4 separate regions of the Mus musculus genome follow, and regions 1, 2 and 4 are each linked to region 3. A link is a contact called in public ChIA-PET and HiChIP or PLAC-seq data. All regions are on one chromosome and are shown on one strand. Each heading gives the region's core, a stretch centred on a gene start, on an enhancer-like site or on the middle of the called end of the contact. The rest is flanking DNA. Distances are from core to core; before and after follow the strand shown.

Region 1 (2,700 bases), core at 172-2,671, 180 kb before region 3:
CCCATCTCCCTCCTCTGGTGGGCTGGTGGAAAGCGTAATGAATCAACGCTTGAAGCACGCTGAAGAGGCCAGACTCGGGATGCCATGTAAGTACACAGCATCGCCAGCCACCTCTCAAGTCTACACGGAGCTGATTTATTTACCTCCCGTGAAAGAGACAACAATCATCATATTTACACTTCATGCCGCAGCTTCCTGCGTGGCACGGCAGCACCCCCTCCCTCTCCGCTGCTGAGGACTCCATCAAGCACGCTGCCTTGCCAGGATGACAGCAGCCCACTCTCAGCCTCTCCCTGGCCTCCTTACAGATCATGACCTCCTGCCCCGTGAGGTCTGTCACCCGAAAACCACGGTACACCGGGGGCTGCAGCCTCTCTATGGGGGAGGCTGAGGAAATGAATTCCGTAGGTAAAAGGCTTCCTAGGAAATCAGACGCTGCTAGTAATTAAGGAGCGAAGCATAGGTGCGTGAAAGGTAAATGGATGTTATTTAAATGTTGCGTCATTTAAAGAGTGTCCTGGTGCTTCAGTTCCTTGTTACCATGCAGGGCTGTGGACGGGTGGCAATTAGGCTGGCACGGGTAGAGCTCACCTGCTGAGCTGAGGGAGGGTGGGGACACACCTTCCGGTAATTGCTGCTGGGCAGCTCTGGGTCTCCCCACCCCCGCCCCCGCCCTCACTCCCCACCCCCCACTTCTTTCCTGACAGCTCTTTCATTTGCAGCAGCTTACAGGGCTTGTTGCCCTTACCCAGAAAATCACGTTGGAAGAAATATAAGAAAAAGAGGAATGAAAGAGAAAGCCAGAAAAGTTCATATTAGGTTCGGATCTGCGGCCAAACCTGGCCGAGAGAATCCATGACGGTCCGCGCGCATATAACCCTGTGGCAACAGGGCCCGGCACAACAGGGCCCGCCACAAGAGCTTCTTGAGTTGCCACCTGCCAGGAGACAGGATGAATGAATGGATCATCTGTCCTTAGAGCACAAGCCAGGCCTGATTCTCCAATATTGATGTGTGAGGGAGATGTCAACAGAGGTTCCCTAAAGAATGATGCTTCTATTTCCATGCTAATCCTGGGGCGTCAGCTTCAGTCGGAACAGCCGGACCGTTACCTTAGCTCTGCTGTTCTCCTGTCTGTAACCCGCAGAGGGAAGGGCGGGGTCACCCAGCATTGCCACTCCCCCCACCCTCACGTGGTCCAGACCCCTCTTGGGTTGATCTGCTCCTGAAAAACAGTGTTGGCTCAAGTTTGCCTCTGAAGGTATGTCACCGCTGGCTCAGCCAGCTTATCTCCCCGGTGCTTTCAAGATCAAAACACCCAAACGAAAGAAAAACTTTGTTTCAAGAGCAGAGTGTGGTGCCAACTCTGATCAAAGTGTTTTTCAGCATGACAACTCACTGCCCGTGACAACCAGTACTTGGCTGTTGTGGCTCAGAGTGAGATGCGGAGGGAAGTGGATGACAACAGCTGTATCCAGGTCCAAACAGAGTAGATTCACGGCTGGCAGAAAATGGCTGAGAGCCTTGGGCTGCATCCCTCCTCCCCTCCTGCCTCTCTCTCTTTTCAAGGTGGTTTTTGGAAATGTCCTTCCTGTGGGTTGTGTGCCTTTTCCATGTAGGACCTGGGGCCTGTGCAGATGGCCCTGTGTTCCTGGTGCTGCTGTTGAGATGTGAACGAGTGATAGGAACCCAGGCACTAAACACACAATGTGGTTGTATCTGACTAGAAGCAAGGCAAGAGCAGGAGGCATTTGAGGGTAAAGGAGTGTAAGGACTGTGTAAAGAGATGAGGGTTCTATCTGGGAGGCAGGAGTCCCAATGCCAGCAAATACAATGGACTCTCCTGGTCGACCCAACCAGAGAGAATTCAAGATGGCAGAGGGACAGGCTGTCTGAGTTTCCTATGGCTGCACCGATAAATGGTCATAAGCAGAGTAGAGGAAAACCACAGACAGAAATTCATGCCATTGAGACTAGAAATCTAGCTCAAGGTTGTGTGTGGCAGGGTTGGTTCCTGGGTGTTCAACCTTTTCACACTGTGACATGATGCTGTGGTCTGCAGATGTGTTGGGCTGCATCCATAGCTACCCTGGGACACATTCATGGACCGCAGGTTACACATGCTATTTAAAAACTCCAAGGGAAGGGCTAGAGAAATGGCCTGGTAGTTAAGTATGCTTGCTGATCTTCCAGAAGACCTGAGCTCTGTTCCTAGCAGCCATGTTGGGCAGCTTACAACTAACTATGACTTCTGAGCTCCAAAGCTCTCTTCTAATACATACATACATACATACATACATACATACATACATACATACATACATACGTACACACACACACACACACACACACACACACACACACTTTAAAGAAAAAAATTCTGGGTTGGAGAGGTGGCTCAGCAATTAAGAGCACTGACTGCTCTTACAGAGGTGCTGAGTTCAACTCTCAACCACATGGTGGCTCACAACCATCTGTAATGGGATCTGATGCCCTCTTCTGGTGTGCGCTGAAGACAGATACAATGTACTCATATACATTAAATAAATAAATAAGAAAGAAAGAAAGAAAGAAAGAAAGAAAGAAAGAAAGTGTAAACGAGGAAAATTCCTAATTAAAAAAGAAAGAAAGAAAGAAAGAAAGAAAGAAAGAAAGAAGGAAAGGAATTCTGAGGGAGAATCTGCCCCTTTTCCTAACTTC
Region 2 (2,700 bases), core at 145-2,644, 140 kb after region 3:
GACTTTGCCTCCATGTATGTATTTGTACCATGTGTGCTTCTGATGCCTACAGAGGCTAAAAGAAGGCATTGCATCCCCAGAACTGGAGTCACAAAAGGCTATGAACTGCTTTGTGGATGCTGGGAACTGAATTCTGTTCCTCTGCAATTGCAGTGAGTGACCCTAACCACTGAGCCCTCTCTCCAGCACCCCTAAAGCTTCTTAATATTTACAGTAGCAGCATAAGTGTGAATTCACCATCATGTGAATGCATAGCTGGCCAACTGTATCTGTGGGCTCCACATCCACAAACTCTATAAACTCAGATCAAAAATATTTGGGAGACACACTGGGCTTGGTCGTCCAAGCCTTTGATCCTAGCACTTGTGAGAGGGAGGCAGGTGGATCTTTGTGTGTTTGAGGCTATCCTGGTCTATATAGGGAGTTCAAGCCTAGCCAGGGCTACATAAGGAGAACTGTCTTTAAAAGATAAAAATAAAAATTCAACTTCAAAACAAAATACAAAAAAGTCTGAACAATAGAGTATAACAGTGTTCATTCTGTTAGGTGTTATAATTCAGAGATGCAGTGTGTGAGAGGAGATGCACTGGTAATACACAGGAATCCTTTTTTATTTTTGGTCTTCCAAAAAAACCAAAAAAAACAAAAATCGGTGCTGGCACTGACTCACATGTGAGGAAGCCCTAGATGGCCACTGAACCCACCTCCAAGGTCGGTGTTCCTTCCTCTTGGTAGCCTTCGTTTGTTGGCACAGTCAGTCCGGCTCTGGTCCCACCTGCCTCTGCTCAACTGTACCGAGTCATTCCCTAGATTGTATTTGATAGGCATGTGATCCTTATGTGACCCAAGTGTGTCCTTATCTTGTGGACTTTGGGAATGACTGAAGTCATTGCTCTCTCCAGTCTTCCACTAACAACTTCAAGGACCTTGTATCAGGAGATACATAATGATGGGACCTAGGCTATTGATAGGTTTATTGCTATAACTGAAAATGCAAATTTTACTACTACTTATACAGTGGACAGGAAGCTGTTACCTGCTCTGTGTGTCTGTAGCCCAGGCTGGCCTTATAGCTTGGGACTGGTTTTGAACTCCTGATCCTCCTGGCTTTGTACCTTGTAAGTACTTAAATAACAGGCCTGCAGCACCATGCTGAGCTGTCTTCCTGTTTTGAAAAGAAGTGTGCAAGAGCCAGGTGTGGTGGTACACTCCTGCAATCCTATGACCTGGGAAACAGCTGGGATTCTGTTAAGTTTAAGCTTGGTCTGTGTAAAGACTCTGCTTTAGCCACACCCCTTCCTGTCCTCATTCCTCCCTCGTAGTTGAGTGGTAGAGAGCTTACCTAGCCCAAGGCCCTGGGTTTGCTCTCTACCACTGCAAATAAGGGAGGAACAGAGACAGTGACTGTGGCAGGGTGTGTCTAGTATAGGGACAAAGGTGGCATTCCTCCATGCCTAAGAGTCCTATTGAGCATGAGCTATAAGAACCTTAGTCAGGTTGAGGCAAGCTTAGCATGGGGTTCTGGGTGCCCCACTTGTGCCAAGTGAGGGACGCCACTGTCTGCTCTGTAACTCTTGGGAGGATTGCTGCAGCTGGCATGGCAGCCTTCTACACAGTGAATGTTAGCGCTCACATCGATTCCTGGCAAAAGAAAGAAAACTATAATTTCTAAGTCCTCCATGAAGAGGAGGTGGCAGTGGGTGTGGGAGGGAAGGCTACCTTCTTAGTAGCTGCCAGTTTCCGAGTGGAACCCACTGGTGCAGAGGACCACGCTGGGTCCTGGGCTGCTCGTCCCTTACCTCCTTTTACGTAAGAGAGAACAGATATGGAAGGCTCCTTGCTGGCCTTCCCTGGGGGTCACCAGTGCTGGCAGCACTTTAGCCAGGCCCTAGTCCGTCTAAAGTTGAGGAGAGGTGGATAAGCGTGTGGGCTCTCCCACCCCTGCCTTTGGAAGGCTCCACTTTATTCTGGGAGCAGTGAAGCAGATTTGATAAGCTCTGTTCATCATGAAGTTTTTCTGTTCTCTTACTTCATTTCTCTTCTCTCCTGAAGCTGACAGGGCAGACTGATAAATGAAAATAGGAAGAGGAGAAATATTTGGTTCCTTGTCTCCTCCCTCAATCCTTAGCCCTCAGCTGGGACAGTACCACTAAGTCAGGGTTTCAGAATACCATATTAAGAGATTGGGCGGGGCTGGTGAGATGGCTCAGTGGGTAACAGCACCCGACTGCTCTTCCAAAGGTCAGGAGTTCAGATCCCAGCAACCACATGGTGGCTCACAACCATCTGTAACAAGATCTGATGCCCTCTTCTGGAGTGTCTGAAGACAGCTACAGTGTACTTACATATAGTAAATAAATAAATCTAAAAAAAAAAAAAAAAGAGATTGGGTATGGTGGTGATTGCTTATAACTTAGCATTTAGAAAGCTGAGGCAGGAGAGTCACAACTTCAAGACTAGCCTTGGGTACACAGCAAGACCATCTCAAAAAACCCTCTCTAAGATAAAGTACATTGTTAGTCTTGTTAGGAAAGCCCTGTGTGGTTGCTATGGATACAGAGATGTTTGGAAGGGAATGTAGGGTTGGAGAAAATTTCTGGGAAGTTAGTCACCAGAGACAACACTAAAGGCCAAGACCAGGGTCCTCACCCTCATGGGTTCAGAGACCCGGTGTTTTCAGAATTCAGAGGCTTATATACT
Region 3 (2,700 bases), core at 13-2,512:
ACGTTGAACTCAGGATTTGAAGCAAGCCCAGCAGTCACCTTAGTGGAGCCCATACTTAATTTAACACAGAAGCGGCTATCTCAGGCTTCCCTCTCATTTCTTTGTCTCAGATGCTCTCACTTAGAAAGCTTAGATGCTCTTAGAAATGACTCAAAAGTCAAGAACCCCAGGCCACAAGTTTCTCTTTGGGGGTGGGGAGGGAGTGAAGAGGTGGTCCCAGTCTTGTCCCTTTAAATAAGCAATTCAGCAGCTTTTGCCAAGTCATTGGGTTCATTTCGGTTTTTGCCCATCCCCCGCCTTTCAGACTCTGATTGGCCCCTAGGGAAGGAGCCGCCTCTTCATTGGTCTCCACCTTTGAAATCACTTCCCTAAGTAGGCCTGAGTCAGAGAAGCGTTTCGGAGGGCGGGACTGAATGGGTGTTAATCTTAGAACCGGGTTTCTGGTTGATACTACTTTGGTAAAGATCTTCCCCTAATTTTTAAAAAGACGCTTCCTCTCTAAAAGTGAGGGCGAATCCTTTGTTAAGAACGTGCCCCTTGAGAAGCCGTGGGCTCTTCAGCGACTAAGACGAGACATTCACTAGAAAAGATTTCACTAAACCCACGAGGGATAGACTAGACCTCCAGTGAAGATTGGGCCTGTGCGGGTGACATTTGTCCCTATACCCCGAAGACCTCGAGCTAGCTCTCCAGTGAAGACTGGGGCCGTGCGAGTGACAGTGGTCCCTATACCCCGAAAAAAAAAAAGTCCTATTTGTGGAAAAAAAAAAAGACTTCGGGTGTTCTGCTGCATCGGTGGCTGGCTTCCATCTTTAGTTCTACTCACTCCTGTTGCTTCGCGTGCTCCACCTTCGCTTAGCTCAGGCCTCCTGTGAATCAGTTTTGAGGCTAAAAGAAGTTCCAAGAAGGAGGGGCTGTAGCCCTTTAAGGACTTCCCCGCGACCGAGTCAGAGATCAGTTTAAAAATGCCAACTCACAGAGCGCGCTGCATTCTGGGAAGCTGAGTGTCACCGTAAGAACTTCATTGACCGGAATGCACTGCAAAAATACACGCCTATACTTCCTTCTGCTCTTTAAACTGTAGTTTGACGTAAAGCTGGTCTAAGCAAGTCGCCTAGGCCGAGGGTTAGCCACACCTTTTCAGCCATTGGCCAGTTGGTTAGTTGGTAGGCGTGGCTTAGAGAAGCTCCTCCAGGCAAGGGGGTGGCCTCCTTGCCAATCAGAGCCCAGACGCCTGAATGGGCGGGAGTAAGCAGAGGTGCTGGCGCCCCCGAGTGGGTGTGGTCACGTTGCCCAGCAATGGGCGGTGATTGGCCCTGGGTGGTTCATTCGCAGCTCGTGCGTCACGACGCCGCCAGCTGATCGGAGACTGGAGCCGGTGTGTGCTGGGCGCTGGGAAGAGACAGAGCGGTCGGCCGTGCGGACAGGTCGCAGTGATTTTGCTCCTCTGTCCACAGCAACCCCCGCACCCAGCATCAGGTGGGTGTGATCTGGGGACCCGGTCATCCCGGGGGGAACCGCGGTAACCGGGTGATGGGGAAAGTAGGGTCCTGACGGCCACACCCTGCCCTTCTGGGGGAGGGGAGAGGGGGCGGCGGGGACAGGGGCGCTCTTGGGAGAGGAGCCTGGACTCTCCCGAGTAGTGTGTCTGGACGTTTAAAGAGAGAGTCCCGGACAGGAGTCGTGGCAGAAGGTTTGGAGAAGTAACTGGGGAGGAATATGAGAGGCCAGAGGGCCGGGGGCGTCTAACCCCGACGCCCTTTGGTTTGAGGATGCCCGAGCTGACCATTTAGCCTAGGGAGGATCTGGACGAGCGAGGGGTGCGGAGGTGCATTGCCTCTACCGGCGCTGACTGGGTCAGGGCCAGTTCAAGTCCCTGGCAGGGAAGGGGTCGCTGGGCGGTCCGGCCCCTCCTCTCGTTCCCTCCCGGGGATGTTATGTAAGGGGGGAGGGGAAAGGAGTAGGGGGCGGCGGTGCGGAGGCCTTATGCAACCCAAAGGTTAGGGTTTCACCGCGGGTTGGGCGGAGGTTGGGGGGGCGGACAGGAGGAGTGCCTGGAAACTCTACCCGCACCCCCCCTCCCAGCCTAACTGGCTGTCTTGGACAGAGAGAAGGTCACCTTTGCACCTCCCCCCTAGTATGTCCGGTAGAGAGGCCCCTAGCCCGGGCTTGGCCTGACTGCCTGGGAAGCCGGCTGGCTGGGTGGGGCGCCTGGGTTAGTCATCGCTGGGCTCCCTCTCTCCCCACCTCCTGGCCAACTCTTGGCCCCTCCCCACGGCCTCCGGTTAGGCTAACGTTCCCACCTCCCTCTGGCCCTAGTTTCAGTCTCCAACTCATTTGGCCTGTCACCCTGGCTGTTAGAGTAGGCTAGAAGCTGTCATGGTGCCAGAGAGTTGATGGAGCAGCTGGTCAGAGGGTCAGTGCCCTGGGCCCACCCCGCCCCGCAGCCAAGGGCACCTGCTTGGCACAAACTCTCAGCAGCCAGTGAACCCTGTGGCCTGAACAGAGCTATCCTGGGCAGAGAGAAGTGGACAGAGACTGATCACCTAGGAGAAGGAAGATCCGACAAAGTTTATACTTCCCAAGAGGCTTTTGGAATTTGAAAGTTGCCCACCCTAGTGTAATCTTTCCACTCTCTGAAAATAGAAATCCCAAGGCAAAGTCTCCTTGGCCCTTCTATCTGGCAGTGGCCATGTCCTT
Region 4 (2,700 bases), core at 23-2,522, 230 kb before region 3:
CTACATGTCAAGTTTATAGCCAGCCCAAGCTATAAGAGACCTTGTCAAAACCAACCAACCAACAAACAAACAAACAAAAAACCCAAAAAACAACTAAAATAAACCAAATATGATGGCTTTAGTCCCAGAAGTTGGGAGACGGAGGCAGGCAGATTTTTGTGAGTTTAAGAACAGCCTCGTCAAGCCGGGCATGGTGGCGCACGCCTTTAATCCCAGCACTCGGGAGGCAGAGGCAGGCAGATTTCTGAGTTCGAGGCCAATCCTGGTCTACAAAGTGAGTTCCAGGACAGCCAGGGCTACACAGAGAAACCCTGTCTCAAGAAACAAACAAACAAACAAAGAACAGCCTTGTCTACACAGCAAGTTCCACGTTAGCCAGGGTTATACAGTGAGACTCAAATTCAAGTCAATCAAAGAAGTATAGAGCCCTAGAACTCTGTTCTGAGTGCAGGTATACTGTAGAAACCACAGCCTTCAGGCTCTCAAAGGGTCCACTGTCAGGGGTGGGGAGCCGCCTCCCATGCCCTCTTACCTCCTGGCTGAAACACATGATCTGGATTTCCTTGGTTTTAGGGTCTCCTGACAACCCTTATTCTAACCCAATTCTTGCTGCTCTGTCCAGAGAACAGAGCTCACAACCACCATCCAGGGAATGGGAGGGTGTGGGCCTCTATTTGGAAAAGGAATTTCCAGATCTGGGCATTTTGGCCAGATCCAGATTTCATGAAGTCTAAAAATGGTGCGCGTGTGGGGTGGTGGTGGTGGTGGTGAATATGTGTGTGTGTGTGTGTGTGTGTATGTGTGTGTGTGTGTGTGTGTGTGTGTGTGTGTGTGTTGCTTTTATGAAAGAGCCTAGTAAACCATGAGTCCTGAGTTAGGTAAAAGGCCTTGGGAAGAACAATGTAATCGTTTTATAACGTGACATTACTGAACAAAGACTCTATGGGTACATGGGGTCTCAGTATAGCTCTCACCAAATGGCCTCACGGGGCTTACTGTGTCATCCCCATTAGATGTTTGCCCAGTTTTCTGGTTGCAGGCTGTTTGGAGATTGAGACAGAACTGTGGAAAATCCCCACCCCCACCCTCCGCCTCTCCCCCAAGGAGCTCACAAAGGGGACCTGGTGCTGACCTCTCCCTGAGGTTTGTCTCTGATTCCTGTTAATATACCCTCTTTCCCGTTCCTCCCGCTCAACTATTGGCTATACTCATCTACTTTCAGGGCTGCCCCGGGAGCTGTATCCACCTCTGTGCAAGAGGAGGTGAGCGCCCCCTACAGGGCATCCAAAGTAGGGCCATGTATTTGAGACAACTGCTGTCCCAAAACTCCCCCGCCAGGCTTTGGACAAATTCCCTGGGAGATGGAGGCTAGAGGGCGTGGAGGCTGTGGACTGCCCATCTACCTGCCTTCCTCCTCCTCTTCCTCCTCCTGGTATTTGTTGGGTTGCAGCTATGTGCCAGGCGAGAAAAACACTATTGGGAGCAAGAAGCTGAGACAAAGGATTTGATCTAGCTCTGTGGGGTTGCCACTTCCTGATTGCAGGCACCTGTGGCTTCGAGTTTGCTGGCTAGAAAATGGTGGTGACAAGCACTTGCTGGGCTCTTGAGTTTGGGGTCCTACAGGCGTGGTGCAGGGCACAAAGCTGGCCCTGGGGTCGGCACTGCAAAGCTTTACTCTTATTATCTTGAAAGGTTTCTCCAGCCTCTTTTCTGGCATCTTGAGTCTCCTTTCTGGAAGCATGGTCAGGATAAGACGTAATAGAGTTTTCAGGATGGGCTCTGGTTAGTCACCATGCAGGTGAGACAGCAGGAGATGACCCGGGACCATCCTATCTGCTAACAAAGAGAAATCACCAAAACAGAATCTGATTCATCACTCGCCCTTGTAAGTTCTGGTCTGTGCCCTGGATGGAAGATTCCCAGGGAGCTGGAGTGGCTCCAGAAAGCAGCTAGGGAAGGAGGAGCCATCCACCCCACCCCTCACCAGGGAACCTATGTAATTAGCTAACCCACTAATTAATCTTTTGTTTATATTTATTTTCACTTTGCTGTTTGAGACACGCTCATGCATTCCAGGCTGGCCTCAAACTTGTGTAGCTGCTGAGAATAATCCAGAACTTCTTTTATTAATTTTTGTTTTATGTGCATGGGTAGTGTTTTGTCTGCATGTATGTCTGTGCACCATATGTGTGCCTGGGGCCTGCAGAGGCCAGAAAGGGGCACTGGATTCTCCTGGAACAGAAGTCACTTATGAGCCACAAGCCACATATGTGTGCTAGAAACGGAACTTGGGTCCTCTGGAAGAGCAGTCAGTACTTTTAACTTCTGAGCCATCTCTCCAGCCCCTAATCTAGAACTTCCAATCCTCCTGCCTCCACCTCCTAAATGCTTATAAGTATGTGCTGCCACGTCTGCTTTATGCTAGAGATTGAAACCTGGGCTTTGTGTGTGCTTGATAAGCCCCCCACCAGCCAAGCTACATACACAGCCTGGTGTGGATTTTTGTTTTGTTTTTGACACCCTGTCTCTCTCTATAGTCCAGGCTTTCCTGGAACTCACCGCAATTCTTCTGTCTCAGTCTTCTAAATTCTGAAGTTATAGTTGTAAACCATCATGTCTGGCTTTTTACTTTGTGCGTGTGTCTGTGTGTCTGTGTGTGTATTTGTGACGTGTGTACATGTGTCTGGAGGTAGAGTCTAA

The links. ChIA-PET counts read pairs in DNA pulled down with a chosen protein or histone mark. HiChIP or PLAC-seq counts read pairs in DNA pulled down with a chosen protein or histone mark.
Region 1: an RNA polymerase II ChIA-PET map of effector CD8 T cells shows a contact between it and region 3, with 32 read pairs. The contact joins the enhancer-like site here to the promoter of Mir22hg in region 3. A contact is called at or near these places in 3 of 484 Hi-C or Micro-C datasets (CD4 T cells, the N1E-115 cell line and regulatory T cells), 7 of 115 datasets of contacts at active chromatin or transcription factors (the SCID.adh cell line, bone marrow-derived macrophages, effector CD8 T cells and 4 more) and 1 of 9 other capture datasets (liver).
Region 2: a contact with region 3 is called in an H3K27ac HiChIP or PLAC-seq map of extraembryonic endoderm stem cells. The contact joins the enhancer-like site here to the promoter of Mir22hg in region 3. A contact is called at or near these places in 4 of 39 promoter capture datasets (the C10 cell line, the HPC-7 cell line, liver and 1 more), 1 of 484 Hi-C or Micro-C datasets (natural killer cells), 5 of 115 datasets of contacts at active chromatin or transcription factors (bone marrow-derived macrophages, embryonic stem cells, extraembryonic endoderm stem cells and 2 more) and 3 of 9 other capture datasets (adipose tissue, liver and pancreatic islet).
Region 4: a contact with region 3 is called in an H3K4me3 HiChIP or PLAC-seq map of bone marrow-derived macrophages, with 3 times the contacts expected there. The contact joins the enhancer-like site here to the promoter of Mir22hg in region 3. A contact is called at or near these places in 1 of 39 promoter capture datasets (cranial neural crest), 7 of 115 datasets of contacts at active chromatin or transcription factors (the 230-238 cell line, bone marrow-derived macrophages, effector CD8 T cells and 4 more) and 1 of 9 other capture datasets (adipose tissue).

What each region holds. Positions count from the first base shown.
Region 1 is chr11:75,281,505-75,284,204 of GRCm38.p6, forward strand. It overlaps a transcript of Gm35117 not described here. Among named protein-coding and RNA genes, the nearest start is that of Gm35117, 8.7 kb to the left of the region's middle. Within about 2 kb of position 1,422, at least 63 of the 459 cell types and tissues checked have an H3K27ac peak or open chromatin away from gene starts, as enhancers often do. A contact at or near this core is called in the N1E-115 cell line, the SCID.adh cell line, effector CD8 T cells and 1 more, where this site is marked.
Region 2 is chr11:75,604,202-75,606,901 of GRCm38.p6, forward strand. All of the region lies in intron 4 of Pitpna (phosphatidylinositol transfer protein, alpha), which reads left to right. Among named protein-coding and RNA genes, the nearest start is that of 4931413K12Rik, 11 kb to the left of the region's middle. Within about 2 kb of position 1,395, at least 49 of the 459 cell types and tissues checked have an H3K27ac peak or open chromatin away from gene starts, as enhancers often do. A contact at or near this core is called in embryonic stem cells, extraembryonic endoderm stem cells, pancreatic cancer cells and 1 more, where this site is marked.
Region 3 is chr11:75,460,277-75,462,976 of GRCm38.p6, forward strand. Mir22hg (Mir22 host gene (non-protein coding)) reads left to right here and starts at 1,263. Exons shown (of 3, transcript NR_030711.1): 1 at 1,263-1,479.
Region 4 is chr11:75,230,704-75,233,403 of GRCm38.p6, forward strand. All of the region lies in intron 1 of Rtn4rl1 (reticulon 4 receptor-like 1), which reads left to right. Among named protein-coding and RNA genes, the nearest start is that of Gm35169, 14 kb to the right of the region's middle. Within about 2 kb of position 1,273, at least 17 of the 459 cell types and tissues checked have an H3K27ac peak or open chromatin away from gene starts, as enhancers often do. A contact at or near this core is called in bone marrow-derived macrophages, where this site is marked.